2 separate regions of the Bombyx mori genome follow, and region 2 is linked to region 1. A link is a contact called in public Hi-C data. All regions are on one chromosome and are shown on one strand. Each heading gives the region's core, a stretch centred on a gene start, on an enhancer-like site or on the middle of the called end of the contact. The rest is flanking DNA. Distances are from core to core; before and after follow the strand shown.

Evidence for each region. Hi-C and Micro-C count contacts between places; a contact is called where the count stands out from the background.
Region 2: a Hi-C map of midgut shows a contact between it and region 1, with 1.7 times the contacts expected there. The contact joins two enhancer-like sites. A contact is called at or near these places in 3 of 7 Hi-C or Micro-C datasets (midgut and whole pupa).

Annotation. Positions count from the first base shown.
Region 1 is chr10:2,264,677-2,272,129 of ASM3026992v2, forward strand. The region is part of intron 2 of LOC101735394 (protein outspread); the gene reads right to left. The region is part of intron 2 of LOC134199463 (a long non-coding RNA gene); the gene reads left to right. Among protein-coding and RNA genes, the nearest start is that of LOC134199463, 7.5 kb to the left of the region's middle. Within about 2 kb of position 4,490, at least 5 of the 8 cell types and tissues checked have open chromatin away from gene starts, as enhancers often do.
Region 2 is chr10:2,344,124-2,351,576 of ASM3026992v2, forward strand. The region is part of intron 2 of LOC101735394 (protein outspread); the gene reads right to left. Among protein-coding and RNA genes, the nearest start is that of LOC101735394, 8.8 kb to the right of the region's middle. Within about 2 kb of position 3,003, at least 8 of the 8 cell types and tissues checked have open chromatin away from gene starts, as enhancers often do.

The DNA of each region.
Region 1 (7,453 bases), core at 3,240-5,739:
TTCTGATTTATCATACCACATGTAGTTAGCGCAATTGAATTAGTGGTAAAGATTGATATTGTATGGTCGAACCCTATCTGAAGTGTATGACAGACTCTCAGTGAAGTGACTTACAAAAATAACGCAAAGTCGCTGATAGACTAGGATAATGCACAATAGCATAGCGATTCTCATGCGTTCCGAACTGAAATGCGGCACAGTCGTTATTCGATTGGACAACTGAGACTTCGCACTAATGATTTTGTCTACGGCAACTACTTAACACAAGATGAACCATAAATTTGTGCGCCCCTATAATTAAATAAAAAAACTTCCTATAGGTGACGGGGGAAGAATTGTTATAATAAGTACACGTACTAACAATAAAACTAAACCTGCAAGGGAAACTTGAAAGTAACTAATTGCAGGAAAAAATAACGCAAGAAGAAGCGTTGAAGGTGTTAGAATTGCATGAATCCGACAGGTTGATTCACACAAGAAACATTTCACCTCAATTTCCCGCGAACTTAAGCAGTGTATTGCAACGGTCGAGATTGCGTCAAAGGGCCAATTTGCTGGTAGCCGGTCTAATCACTCTACGGTAAAAAATATATCTCCCTTCAAGGATCAAGTACCATTTAAAACAATTCCAAAGAGACAGGTCTACTTATCACCTGAATACTTTGAGTGCAGGTTATAATCATTAATCCTGTGACAGTAAGACAAGTGACCCCGTTTGACTATGCGCAGATTTTTTTAATCTTCAGCATTTGACAAGCGGTCCATGACATATTTCGTAATGGATGCCATTATAGTATCGTGTTATCGTACAGGTTTATTGCTAAAGACTGGTTTTGAGGCATCCTACTTACGGCGTTTTGCTGCCGTTGTCAATAATTAATATCAACGTAAAACAAAACAACTATCAATTTAGATTTGAATGGTCAGTAGTACTTGTGGTACTCACATTTAACATTGAATTAGGATCACTTATACAATAGATGCATTAAAGAATTGTATATTTTGTTAGGATAACGTTTTCTTTATCATTAAGTCTTCTTAGTTGAATTTTTACGTCAAAACGCAAATTTTATTTTAACACTCTTCCTTTTGTATTGACGTTCCTAAAAAATAAAATATAAATTAACACATATTATTTTAAATAAAGTGATAATTTATGGAAGTGTTCCTTCTGTATATCTTAATGTTTATTTGCATATAATGGCAATTCGCGCCCATTATGCAAATTGGATTGGATCTGCGCAAAAGAATTTGTCCCACTAAAGGCTTGATATTTAAGATTGGCATTCAGTAACTAACTATGCTCATTTATAAAATCATGTTTTTATAAGATTGCAATCTACCCAAAAGGCCACTGTAATTGTAGCAGTATCTCTTATTTTCTCTATTTTCTTTAACTATTCGACTTTTTCAGGTGACTCATGCTGTGCATCTTAAGAGTATACATGTTTTAATACTATATTATATTGTTTCGTGTTCGTAACTATATACCGATACTTTGTGTTACACGCAAAGTTATGTTTATTAATTCTTTTAAGATCGAAGATTAGACATGGACACATGATAAATCCCGTTTTTGACAGTATCTTTAGACTTTAACACCGGTTATAAACCAAAGGCGTATTCTTATAACCCGAAATGAAATAGCCAATACTCGAATTCTTCTGCATACTAGAAGTTACTCTTGGCTCAATATGAATAGCATCCATCACCCCATCACTTCCCGTGAGTATAATGTAAGGCTATAGGATTTACTGGAGAATGGGTCTCAACATTCTCTGATTAAAATCACGATGTAATTCGACAACGAGAATTCATTGGTGGAAGGTAGCTCTGTTTTGAAGAATTGCGATAATCATTATGCCTTTACTACTGCGAATTTAGATTTTCTGTATGAAGGTGGCATTGACGTTGTGATGTTTATACTACGGTAACCGATAACCGTACTCGTCGAACTCGACAAAGAGTTCGACGTGCAACCTATTTCGCCCGCATTAATCCCGCTGAGTTTCCAATCCGGTAGTAGATTCATTCGCGAAACAGCTGCTCTTGAGTGGTTAGGTTTCGGAAACGCTCGGGCAGCTGTTAGCAAATCCCACCCCTCCTGGCTGATCCAATGCTCGCCCACCTGTCTTGGTGAAACTGGAAAGGCATACGGGCCACCAGTAATTCTTCAATCATTAAAAAAAACTACGGTAACCACTTCATACCAGGTGGGCCGTGATCTTTACTTTTATAGCAATAAAGAAGCCTCACTGATCGGATAAAACGTCCTTTTGAATGATGACATTTCACGCGAAAGACCACAAAATTCTGCGACAAAAATTCAATATGGCTGCAACACATAACAGTATCGAGACGGCGCCGAATATTTTATTTTTCGTCGCCGTCCAAGAAATATTATCGACATTATCGAAGTCATGTTTGTAATTTTTTTTGTTTTATTTTTGTAATAAAGTCCGAAGGATTGCTGGGGATACGTTAACATACAATGACCGAGACGAACGAATGTAATGCGCAAAAACGTAATGTTGCCAATTACCGTTCTTCCGGACAGTATTTATTGAAATCGTACGATTAAAGGTGGGCGAAATAAAATTCGTAGTCATTTATGTGTTGCCATTTATTTTGCGACAGCTCACGAAATGAGACGAAATAAAGTTAATCCAATCCTAAATTCACTCTGTTTAATTGCGTAACCTAACCAAAACTATGGCTAGATTTATATGGCTAGATTAAATATTACGCCCATTAAAAATATCGTTCATGTTAAATGTTTTATAAGTACAGTTTAATTAAATATCACCCATCAAGTCTTGAGATGCAGTTCCGTTAAGAGGTGAGGCTCCGACACAAATGCAATAACTTTGGTAACGTCCAAGAAAATGCATTCTACGGACTCAAATTACCGGGTATTTCATAGTAAAACGCCCGCAGGATGCAATAAATAGCAATCAAAATCGATCACGAAGCTCGACGCGTGCGCGCTGAATCAACTAATTAGAAGTTTAAAATCGGATCTTGACAATTACGGTGATTTCATTGAGACTAACGATAATTATCGATCACAAGCTTTACAAGTAATAAAATTTGGGAAGCAGTAATACGTTTCGGTTTGAAGGGCGGGGCAGCCGTTGTAACTATACTTGAGACCTTAGAACTTATATGTCAAGGTGGGTGGCGCATTTACGTTGTAGATGTCTATGGGCTCCAGTAACCACTTAACACCAGATGGGCTGTGAGCTCGTCCACCCATGTAAGCAATAAAAAAAAGCTCATTTTTTTCCGTAACTACGATTATTTTGAGTATGAATTTATCAGAAAATCGTATCAAACCGAGAAGAGGGTGTTTCGAAAACCTTGGCTCTAAAGTGGAATATATAGATGAATAAATCTTTAGGGTAGCACCGTTTAATATAAAATGTTGGTCAAAACCATTTAATAATGAGACGGAGCTTGTAATATTGCCAAAACATGTCATTGTGTGCCTGTTTCCCTACTCCCACCACCAGGGTAAGAAAAAGAGCACCTTCAAAAAGAGTAATGGTTATTAAGATATTTCAATTCATTCATTTCCATTTCAGTACAGTTGCCTTTTTCAATCTGCATATTTGTTGAACTAACAATTATTATTCCAACAGTAGGGTGTGCAAATTCATTGAATCAAAATAAAGCGGTCCTGTTATTTACGTTATGTATTTCGCCATAACTGAATACAATTGAAACCTTTATTGACCGTCACATCGGTTAATTACAACTACACTGTGTAATTTAATCTTTGACCCGGCCGTGACCTTGTCTCGCGCTGATCTCTGGCTGCAGGTAGATCACGTTTAGCGGCCCGCGTGGGATGTGACATTCACGATAGTAAAGTATTAACTTAAGTATGATTGAAAAGATTATATTCTTAATTTAGTCACGAGTAAAATGAATGTTGCATTCTTTTTTTCTTTTTCGGGAATAAATTTAATAAATTTGTCACCCACCTTGCGGTAATTTGGAAAGCCTTAGGTTCAACTTTATCAGGATAACAGGAATACAATCTCAACAAAACATACGCTTACGTAACATACCACTATGGGGAAGAATTTTTAGCTAGAGCGAGTTGAAGTCACAATACACTCAACTATTAAAATGCTTGGCCTGCTTTGCTATTGCTTTTATGATAGTCATGGGAAAAATATTAACATTACAAATCTTGTTATTTATTTGGCAAAATAACGGCATAGAAATTCTGGCGAAATATAATATAGCATCAGGTATCAAAACATCAAAGTTCATAAATAATAAAATAACAAACGAAAGGCAATAGTTTTAACGGAAAACATTACACAAATTAATTGTACAACTTACATTACAACAACTTGTATTAATAACTTCCTAAAACGAAGAACGTTGCCGCTATCGCCGCGTACAATAAATTTGTCGCATAAATCGTAATGCAATAGGCTGGCAGCCCCAAAGGGACCGTTACTGCGCACGCGCGGGAAATATGGGCGCGCGAAAATCGTAAACATGGCGGCCGAGTACGCCCGTGTCTAACGACGACAGACTGTGCGGGTACTTTCAGCAAATAAAATTAGTCAGCGCTATCAGCATGAAAAGTCGTAAAATCGAATTTGATAGCGCTTTTTTTTTATTTTTTTTTTATTGCTTAGATGAGTGGACGAGCTCACAGCCCACCTGATGTTAAGTGGTTACTGGAGCCCATAGGCATCTACAATGTAAATGCGCCACCCACCTTGAGATATAAGTTCTAAGGTCTCAGTACAGTTACAACGTCTGCCCTACCCTTCAAACCGAAACGCATTACTGCTTCACGGCAGAAATAGGCAAGGCGATGGTACCTACCCGTCCGGACTCACAAGAGGTCCTACCACCAGTAATTACGTAAATTATAATTTTGCGGGTTTGATTTTTATTACACGATGTTATTCCTTCACCGTGGAAGTCAACTGTGAACATCTGTTAAGTACGTATTTCATTAGAAAAATTGGTACCTGCCTGCGGGATGCGGCATCTTACCCTTTAGGCCACGACGACTTTAAAGTATTGAATGTAAGCATCGAGCCATTTATTTAATTTTTCGATCATAATGGTGCAAAATCTGCAAAAAATATAAGTACAACGGATTTAAATGGTATAAATTGCAGGTTTGAGATCAGTGTGCTTAGTGCGAGTTTTTTAACTTCCCGATCGCGTAAATGTTAACCCAAATTTGTATGGAGTTGACATCTCCCTTCGTTTACCGCTAGGGGGCGCTGTTCCAACTCCATACAAATTTGAGTTAACTTTTACGCGATCGAGAAGTTCAAAAATACGCACTAACCACACGGTTCAAATAAAGATTAACTAGGTGTGCATTGTTCAAAAAAAAACCATTTTTAGGAACTTTAAACTTTTTTGATTTTGACTAAAATTAATATTTTTAACTATCTATGACTTTGATACGATTGCTACTATACTTAAGGTACCCACATACAGAAATACATGTATTTTTATTTATATAGATTGTAATAAAGCCATTTTTTCTCCAGTGCATTAAAGTTTCATAGGATCAACTTATTAAAAGTCCTCATTAAGTAATACATAAAAGTAACACTGATAGGAAGTATGTTAGACAAAAATATCTCGCAAGTCTGCTAACTTTTAGTATCGGATTTAACCTTACAATCAATTTTTCAGCTTATTTTCACAATTTACAGTTTATTTTCGTACTGCGTAATTTCGAAATGGCGTTATTTTTATAACATGAAATGCTTATACCTTATCATAACACGCCGATATATTCACATGATGCTTTTGTGTACATACTGGTCGTAAACACATGTTGTTAATACACCGTGTCATATATCCGACTGCCTAATAATTTGTTTTGAAAAAGGTCGTAAGTACACACACTGCTAATACAGAAAACCTTCCTTTACGTCATCGGGATTAGGTATGTCCGGTTTTTTGAGGTCTTACATGAAATTAATATTATTATTGCTTACAAAAGTATTTGAATTGTTCTCTAAAGATGAAAAAGACAAACTCATTTCAAATAAAACGCTAGAAGTTGCTCGAAAATTCGGGTAACTATTAAAGATTTTTGTTTTCAATTATTCTTTTTTTTTGTTATTGTTTAGAATGGTGGACGAGCTCACGGCCCACCTGGTGTTAAGTGTTTACCAGAGTCCATAGACATCTACAACGTAAATGCCGTCACTCACCTTGAGATACTTGCGGACTCACAAGACGTCCTATCACCAGTCAAAATTATGCGCACAAAAATCTCATCCATAGAATGTCTGATGTATCAAAATGCAATAAAAATTCGGACAATGAACACGAAGGCACACTTTGTGACATTTCTCGGTATTGCATATGGTAGGCAGCGGCTTGGCTCTGCCCCTGGCATTGCTGAAGTCCATGGGCGACGGTAACCACTCACCATCAGGTGGGCCGTATGCTCGTCTGCCTACAAGGGCAATAAAAAAAAAAAAAAAAAAAAAAAATTCACAGGTCATAGTTTTATATTGCCAATTACTAATTCCATAAAACACACACGCTGTACATTTAACGGCTCTCGAAGTATTAAAACGTGATACGAGCTTTCAATCTGAAAGCACAATAAAGTTAGCACTCGAAGATTTGTATTGCTGTTTGATGGCGTTTTGGCGCCACACAGTTAGTTCCCAAGAAATACTGTAAATTGATTTTAAATTTCATAATGGAATAACAAGACTGTTTAATTTTAATTGCGTGATATTTTAATATAAACTTTACATTTAAAATAGTAGCATTTTGATCGTGATGATCCAAAACCTACGAATAATAATAATAACACTTTATTTAACACCATATGTACAGAGTGAGCAAATAAAACAAATAATAGTCGGTGACATAAATTGGCGGCCTTATCGCTGAAAGCAATTTCTTCCCGGCAACCTTGCAGGGAGAGGAATAAGGGAACTGGACGGTGCTATATCATAACAAACTTACATAAAAATATATACTTATATACACATGTGAAAAATAAATACAATATAAGATAGACTTACACAAGATTAAATATGCAAGTAAATACAAAATAAGTAGCAACTTGTACAGTTATATTGTAGGAGCCGTATAATTGTGCAAGGTAGTGCCATTTTAATCTGAATTTAAATATTTCTACTATAATATTTAAACGATTGTTTGATGTTTAATGCGAATACTTGTTTCATCAAAGAAATATGTTTAATATTCGATGGCTTCGGATATTACAAAAAGATACTGTTGACAATATTTTCAATAACAGTCGTCATATCGAAAGTCCAATGTAAATACAATCTCGGGTGCTTCCAAAAAGTCTATTTTAGTGTTCGCAAAATGCGAGATTTACTGATTATCTTTATAACAGGTTGAATAACATGATATGAGTCGACTATTATCAAAGCCGGCAATCTGACTTTTGAACAATGATTGGTAA
Region 2 (7,453 bases), core at 1,753-4,252, 78 kb after region 1:
ACTAGGGTTGTTAACTGCATCCAATTTTAGAGTTTCAACGGGTCTACGTCAAAAACCAGAAGGAAGTCTGTTTTAGCCACTTATACTGAATGTTTATTATTCTTATTATCTAACACTGGCAGATGAGCTCAACACGTGTCCTCGGTGTTAAGACGTTAGAGGGGCCTATAAACATTACAACGTCAATGCCCATCTTTACGCTCAAGGTTGAGGTCTTAGATTGGTAAAATCCAAACAAGGGCCAGTTATGACTTTGAAAAATATCCCATATATGTATTTATCGTATATAGTAAGTTTACATGCGCTCGATGTCGGATTTTTCGTATGAAAAAAACTCATTGTCCGAATGTATGTTATGACTATCATTAAAATATACAAAATATGTAATTAATTACTATGATATTTGCCAGGCAAAGTCACATTTTTCGAAAGTCTAGCCATTCTACAGAATAAATGTTGAATGTGTACGTTATGTGGATATGAGAAGTATTATTTTACCCGATCGAACAAAATTATAATAAGTTAGTTTGCAGAACAACAGTTTCAGCTTATTGGACGATTTCCTTTTGCTGTAGAAAAATATATAAACAACGTGGCTTAAGGTGCTTTCATAAATATAGTGTTGGCTGTGTGTTTTTGTAACTGACATCAATCTGAAGTGGCATCCCTAAGCATTTCGATTCGTTTCGGTTCTAACAAACCGGCCCGTGTTTTAGATGGGAACATGACCGATAAATATAACATAAAAAGCAGCATTACTTTTTATACGTCACGAATGATGCGTGTTAAATATGTGTTAGTCTGTGTTTTTAGTTTACACTGCAGAGATTTTACTTCTTGGTTGATGAACTCTTTTGAACAGTCATGAAAATCAATACGTGTTTACTCGACGATATAAAGGTACGGACGGTTTAATGCAGGAATAAAGAAAGAAATAAGCGTTTTTATTATTTTCATTTTACAATATCTGTATTTTCAAATGCTTTACAGTTTTCGTGGTCACATACGGCTAAAGCATTAATTAGATCCTAGTAATTTATAAAATTATTGAAAATCATTTTTATACAGAAACATTAACCATTATCTTTAAGTGTGGTTTGTATGAAGTATATTCTATGTTCTATATTGGCAGTGGTTGGTCTAGGCAGTTTCGTTATTCGCTAATCATTACGCAAATTCATATTTTTTCCAGCTTTTTTTAATTTATCGGGATTATATAAAAAGCGACTAGTAATTAAGCACGCGCTCTATAAACGCAATAATTTGGCCGTGCACAATTAGCGCTAAGGCCCGCCTCGCTGTGTCGACTGTTCACGGTCCAATAGTAATTTAAATTACTTTATTAGATAGATAGAAAATTTATTGCACAAAAAACAGGTGCGAATGCTTACTTATCGCTATAGAGTATTATCTAACAGTTAACTTTTGGTAATTATTTTTTATGTGTAAGTTAGTATAATTGGATACTACCAGGAATAATTTAACCTACTAATTAAAACTACTTAGCTCGCATTTAAATTTACACTTATTACATATATGCACACATACATACTTATCTTTCTAGCCATTAACACCAAGTCTCCGCTTCAGTAGTTCGTAGTATTTGAAGCTTTTAAATTGTAAATTGTGTGTAAATTGTTTTTTTTGAAATAATGAACACTAAAATTGTTATTTTTTTTAATAAAGATATATTCAAATAAAGATTTCAATATTTACTATTCGAGAGGTTATTACTAAGAAATGATAGAAAAGATCAAAGTAGTTTGTATAGACTTTTAATAAATTATATGTAAATTTGCAGGAGGCATCGTGACTCGAGAGACGTTAAGGCAATAAAACCTTAAGGAAAAAACAGCCTTTTATTGCACGGATTTAGTAGTCATATCAAAATCACATTGGTGGGCACTTTTTAAAAGTTAACGCTCTTTTAATTTGCTCTTCGTATTAATTATAAAATGTAATTCAGTCGTAAATGTTAGCGTTTAGGAATTTAAACTTCGATTATTAGGAATGTCGATGTCTCTGCTTGTTTTTTTGTTACCAAGCGACAGATAGCAGTTTACTGACGATTCATTGAAATGTCCAAATAAAAAATTGCTATAATCTTCAAACGCAAGCATTACGAAATCACCTTACGATATAATTCTTAAGGCTCGAACACAGGAACAATTTAGACTAGACCATATATTGCAGACATAGTGGCTTTGAATTTAATTCATTGGCTAAACAAACTATTCCGAGATTTGTGACAACAGCAGCCGAGCGAATTGTAACGTGATAATTTGAATAAAGAACATTCTCTTTTAGGGCTCCGTAATCAAATGGCAGAAAACAAAACCCTATTCTGCCTGTCGATGTATTTGGCACAGACACTGTTTTAGGATTTTTCCGCCAAAAAATGTCAATTTTGTGAGGTATACATATTTAAAAACGTCGTTACAGTGTGTTTCTCTGTATTTCTAATATTTAGCTAAACCACCAATACTGAAAATAGTAACGCACCATAGTGATATTATGGTGTATTAAAAACGCCAATTAGTAACATTGTCGATGAGAAAAAAAAACTTTCTAGAAGCTCATTGACTTTACCCGAAACTAATATGAAATTCAGCCAACTAAGATGATTTAATCAGGTGCATTAATAAAACAATGTCACACATTATACTTTACAATTTAAATTTGCCCTGTTTAGAAAAAGAGGAAAAACTGGCATAAAACACGACATCTGACTTGAAGACTATTTTATAAACGGTACATCGGTCCGGAATAAAATGCGAATCGAGATAACATTATTTAGCTCTCGTAGTGTCATGACAAATGAAGAGGTTTTCAAATAGCACGGTTTAATATAAAGATGTTATAATATGCTATCAGGTTACGTTGCGCAGACATTAAGCGCCGTCAAATAGGTGTTGTATGTTTATTTTAATTGTTCGCCTTATCCGGAGTCGCGTTAGCACAGCGACCCACATAATATTGTTATTTAGTGCGGGCAGCCCATTGTGTTACTAACGGTTCGCAGATAGCATTCAAACTTTATTTATCCGACAGTTTTCGTCAGAGCAGTACCCGTTTGTTTTGCTGCTAATTCTCTACTAGCGGGATACCGATATGATCTCTGATGACTCCGCTGTAATCGCCTATCGGTTGACATCAAAGCGAAATTACACAGTAAGGTCATAAAAGCGTTACAACGTTTATTAATTCGGTGTTAAAGGCGACGGCTTCGATTTCTGTTAATGTCGACACACATTAGGCGGGTACACAAAAATGCCAGTAAGGGGCGGGGCTTGCGGCCGTTGCACCTGACGATCTCGCAGGCGCATTCCTCACGCACTCCTTTTTATGCTACACTACAAGTCAGCCCCACCATTCTAGACTGGTCCGTCACTCTCGTCGCACGTTGAAACGCCGTCGATACGTCAACGGAGCTCCCATTACGTCGGTCGTTGTACAGGAACGTACAATTCATTTTTTTTTAAAGTATTCTCGTCTTTGTTGCCCCGTAGTTTGGTTCAAATGGATTTAGGCGCCAGCAACTGTGGTCGTAAACGTTTCAGAATAGTTTAAAGCATGGGAGTCAATATTTACAGTTGTTCGTTTGTAGGTTAGATTTATGATCCCTGTGAGTCCACAGTCGTTTTGTCGGTAGAATTAGCGGGTACACACGAAAAGGCGGTGAATTTTTAATTTGAAGCTTTTGTAAATAATATCAAATTAGAATCAACGCACCAACAGTCCCGTAGAATTTATTAAGTCCATATAATGTGCCTTTGTGATTTTTTGGGAGTCGACGAATTGTTATTAGACTTTTCATTCAATTTACGTAGAAGGTCGATCACGTATGAATGAGTATAAATTGGTTTCAATTCAATCCGCTAAACGTAAAAAATGGATGTCAACAACGTCTAGTTATAGGTATTCGTATTGTGGTATGTTTTAACCGCAAAAAAAACAGGGTCGACATAGCCAACAAAGACATAAAACGAAGACTTCGCAAAACGTTAATTTAGTTAAAACAAATAATGTTCGTGACCCACAATATGCGTGAACCCGCGTTGCGAGAAAGCGGGAAAAGCTAAATTTTCACTTCAACCTGTACTTATTAAGCACAGAACGGTAAATTTTCGCTTGTTCGTCGTTTTAAACGATTTCTTTGAACTTCTGAAATTTAGCATCTAATTTCAAATGGATATAAGTTTTTATATGTTCCAGTTGGTTGAATTAAAAAAAATCAATAAAACCGAGATTACAATATGAAATTGTACAGATAACAAATGCACTCACTGATAACGGACACATTGAATAATAATGTGCGTGTTAATAACAAAATAAATATGAACAATATTAAATAATGTGATCACATACGCCCTTTTCTTTTGTTGACGATTAATTTTATTGACGTGATTGTTAATAGTGCGGCTATTGGGTGGAGCATCGACCCTAGAGTTGGTTTCACGATTTTTGTTAACGACGCGACGCGAGAATTTACAGCGTTTGTTTTATCCAAAATTTACTGATGTTTAATTTCGCGTTAGCTCATGCCATTAAAAATGATAAGATTAATTGCGCTTGATCTGTAGAAACCATCAGACTGTCGGTCTACGAGTCATCGAGGAGGTTGAGCCTGTGTTCGCAGACTGGGAACCGTAATCAAGATGGTCTCACCTTCAGACTGGCGCAAACGCTGACGTGTCACGGCTGTTTTGGTAGTACTCAAAAGGTATTACCGCCATGGAGCCGACGATGGAGTTTCACCATTGTGGCACGATGATACGGCGAAGCATACGTTCGCAGCGTGTACAGCCTTACGGGAGCAACGTCGTGTTCTCGGCGGTCAAATAGGACCGGACTTATCGATTTTCGTGGCTTTGATATTCGCCAGCGACAGCTCAACATCTGAGAGTCCACCACGTTCCGCCGTTCGACTGGGGGCAGGAAGATGACCAACGCTCAGCTCCAGTCCCTCTGTATGAGGTCACGGTTCGGAGCGACCGAGGCCGAGTTCCTGCGGCGGCCTACTTGCACTCTAACGTGCCGTAAAGTTGATATTAAGAAGTGGAAAGTTGGCGGTATATCGCGTTCCGACACGACAAGTTGTTTCTGGTCCAACGGCCTGGGCGACCTGATGGGCCACCGATGACAATGGCCGACAAAGACGATTTCTTCGTAATAAGGTGACAATATACAAAATTTGCATACGTCCGGTCATGACCTATGCCAGTTTAGTGTCCGCTCACGCGGTCCGCACTAACTTAAAGCCCCTTTAACCTGTCGGTCAAGCACAGTGGTTCGTGAGAAACACGGATCTCCACGATGTTATGGAGCTGGACTCCATCAGTAGGTGTCTTCAGTTGGCATCAGTGCGGCATTTCGAGCGGCGCGATACGAAAACCCTCATGTCCTGGCCGCCAGAAACTACATACTCGATCCTGTGGACCGAATGGTAAACAGTCCACATCGCCTTAAGCACGTCATTTCGGATCCTCCCGATCCACTATCGATGCTTTTAGGTACCTCAAGCACCGGTTACCGTTGCTTGAACCCGTCGCTGACGACGAAGGGTTCGGCGAGTAAATTAACCTACAGACACAGCTCACTGAATTTCTCATCGGATCTTCTCAGTAGGTCGCGTTTCCGATCCGGTAGTAGATTCTAGAAGCTCTTGCTAGGGCTAATGTTAACAACATCACCAGGTTAGAGCCCCGTGGGCTCATCTAATCGTTCTGTGAATCTAGCATGAGCCCTCGAGGTTACTAGAATAGGGAAAAAAGCGATTTTGCCAATGACTATCGCTCAGGCGTCCTTCAGGTAGCCGAGTGTGTGGTTGTAATTTTGACCGCGAACGCAACTAGTATCTCTCCCGAGCGAGATTCAGACGTTCAAGCCAAGTTGCAGGAGAGTCGTTTAATGGTTGGCTTCAGTAGTCCCAGATACCCCGGACGGCCGAATCTCGTAGGAAATTCGCAAGCCGGTCACAAGAAAAGAACCGATTTGTTTAAATGATCATTTTTGTGGTCTTACGATGCGTTTTTTTACGTAAAATATATTAAATACCATCTTTTTTATATAAAAAAATAAAATCTGATAAAAAAATCGGTACATTTGTAATAAATAGGTATATATTTACATTCATTCAACTTTTCTTAGAAAGAAACTTCAACTTTCTCCGGCGTCTTTAGCACAAGTGAACAAATAAAAGAAATTAGCATTTCTTTAATATGTCTCATAGCGTTTAACAACAATCATTATCCATGTTATTATCGGCGCGTCACCTGCGCATGCACATCCAAAATGGCGCGCACCACTATGCTTCGTTAGTGAAGCATTTGTCAAGATAATTGTCCGAATGTAACAATACTCAGGCTGACATTTCCATCTATATACGACCATAATTGTGTTTGAACAATCTTTATTTATAGTACAGCAAGGTCGATATTCGGAAGTAAATATTTTGTATTATGCAGAATGGTATGGTTTTTCATGAGTAGCCTTGGCTTTGACATCGCGTCACGTGCAGCCAAAACGGATCGTTTTGTAAAATCACCTTGACAAACGACTGGCGTTATTAGTTAATTTAAGCTAATATGTAAACCATCAAAATACTTTAAATGGTAACCGATCCATTCATACGCCAAAGTCGTACAATATTAAATTAATTTTATTCGGGAATCCACATTTTAATGTTGTACATTTACTTAATATCAATAATTTTTTTTTAAATACACAACGTAAAATTAGCGGCCAGCAAGCAATATTACACAAAAATGAACTTTTAGAAGAACAAATAATGCCATGGTTAGCGATTTTTAAAATCCAATCATGGCATTTGGGTAATTGTTCCCGAACCTATAGGGATTATTGGGTGTACTTAAAACACTATATAGGGATGTAATTTTTTTTGCTTGATAGACATCGATAAGTAACTTTAAGTGCGGGCCTCAACGGGGTTAGTTATCGCGTACACAATGTTGTCACAGGTGCCTTTACGAACGTAAGTGAGTTATTATTTATATTAAAACCGAAATTATCGAATACGTCTGCCGCCTCATTATCTGATTAAAATCCGACATAGAAGATAGATTTACCTCTTTCGCTCGCATCCTATTTTGTATAACACCGTCCTTCTCTAGACTTGTTAGTCAATTCTCCGAGTTAGATTTCTGAGTGACTGCTGTTGAACCGTATAATGTCATTGCACGTTTATTTTAATGGCAATTTAATGGCACAATATTGGCTTTTATTGTTAATGGACCGGGTACTATCGACTATTGTTATTTATACGGATACATAGTCCTTTGATTGTTTATTCTGAGCGTTTAAGTTGGAACGACTCAAGAGTTATATTTGTTGTACAATAACGAGGTAATTACCACGTGGCCGTGAAGATCTTTTTAAGGTTATCAAGACAACTCATGGCTTATTACAACACACAGCATTTTTTCAAGTTTAG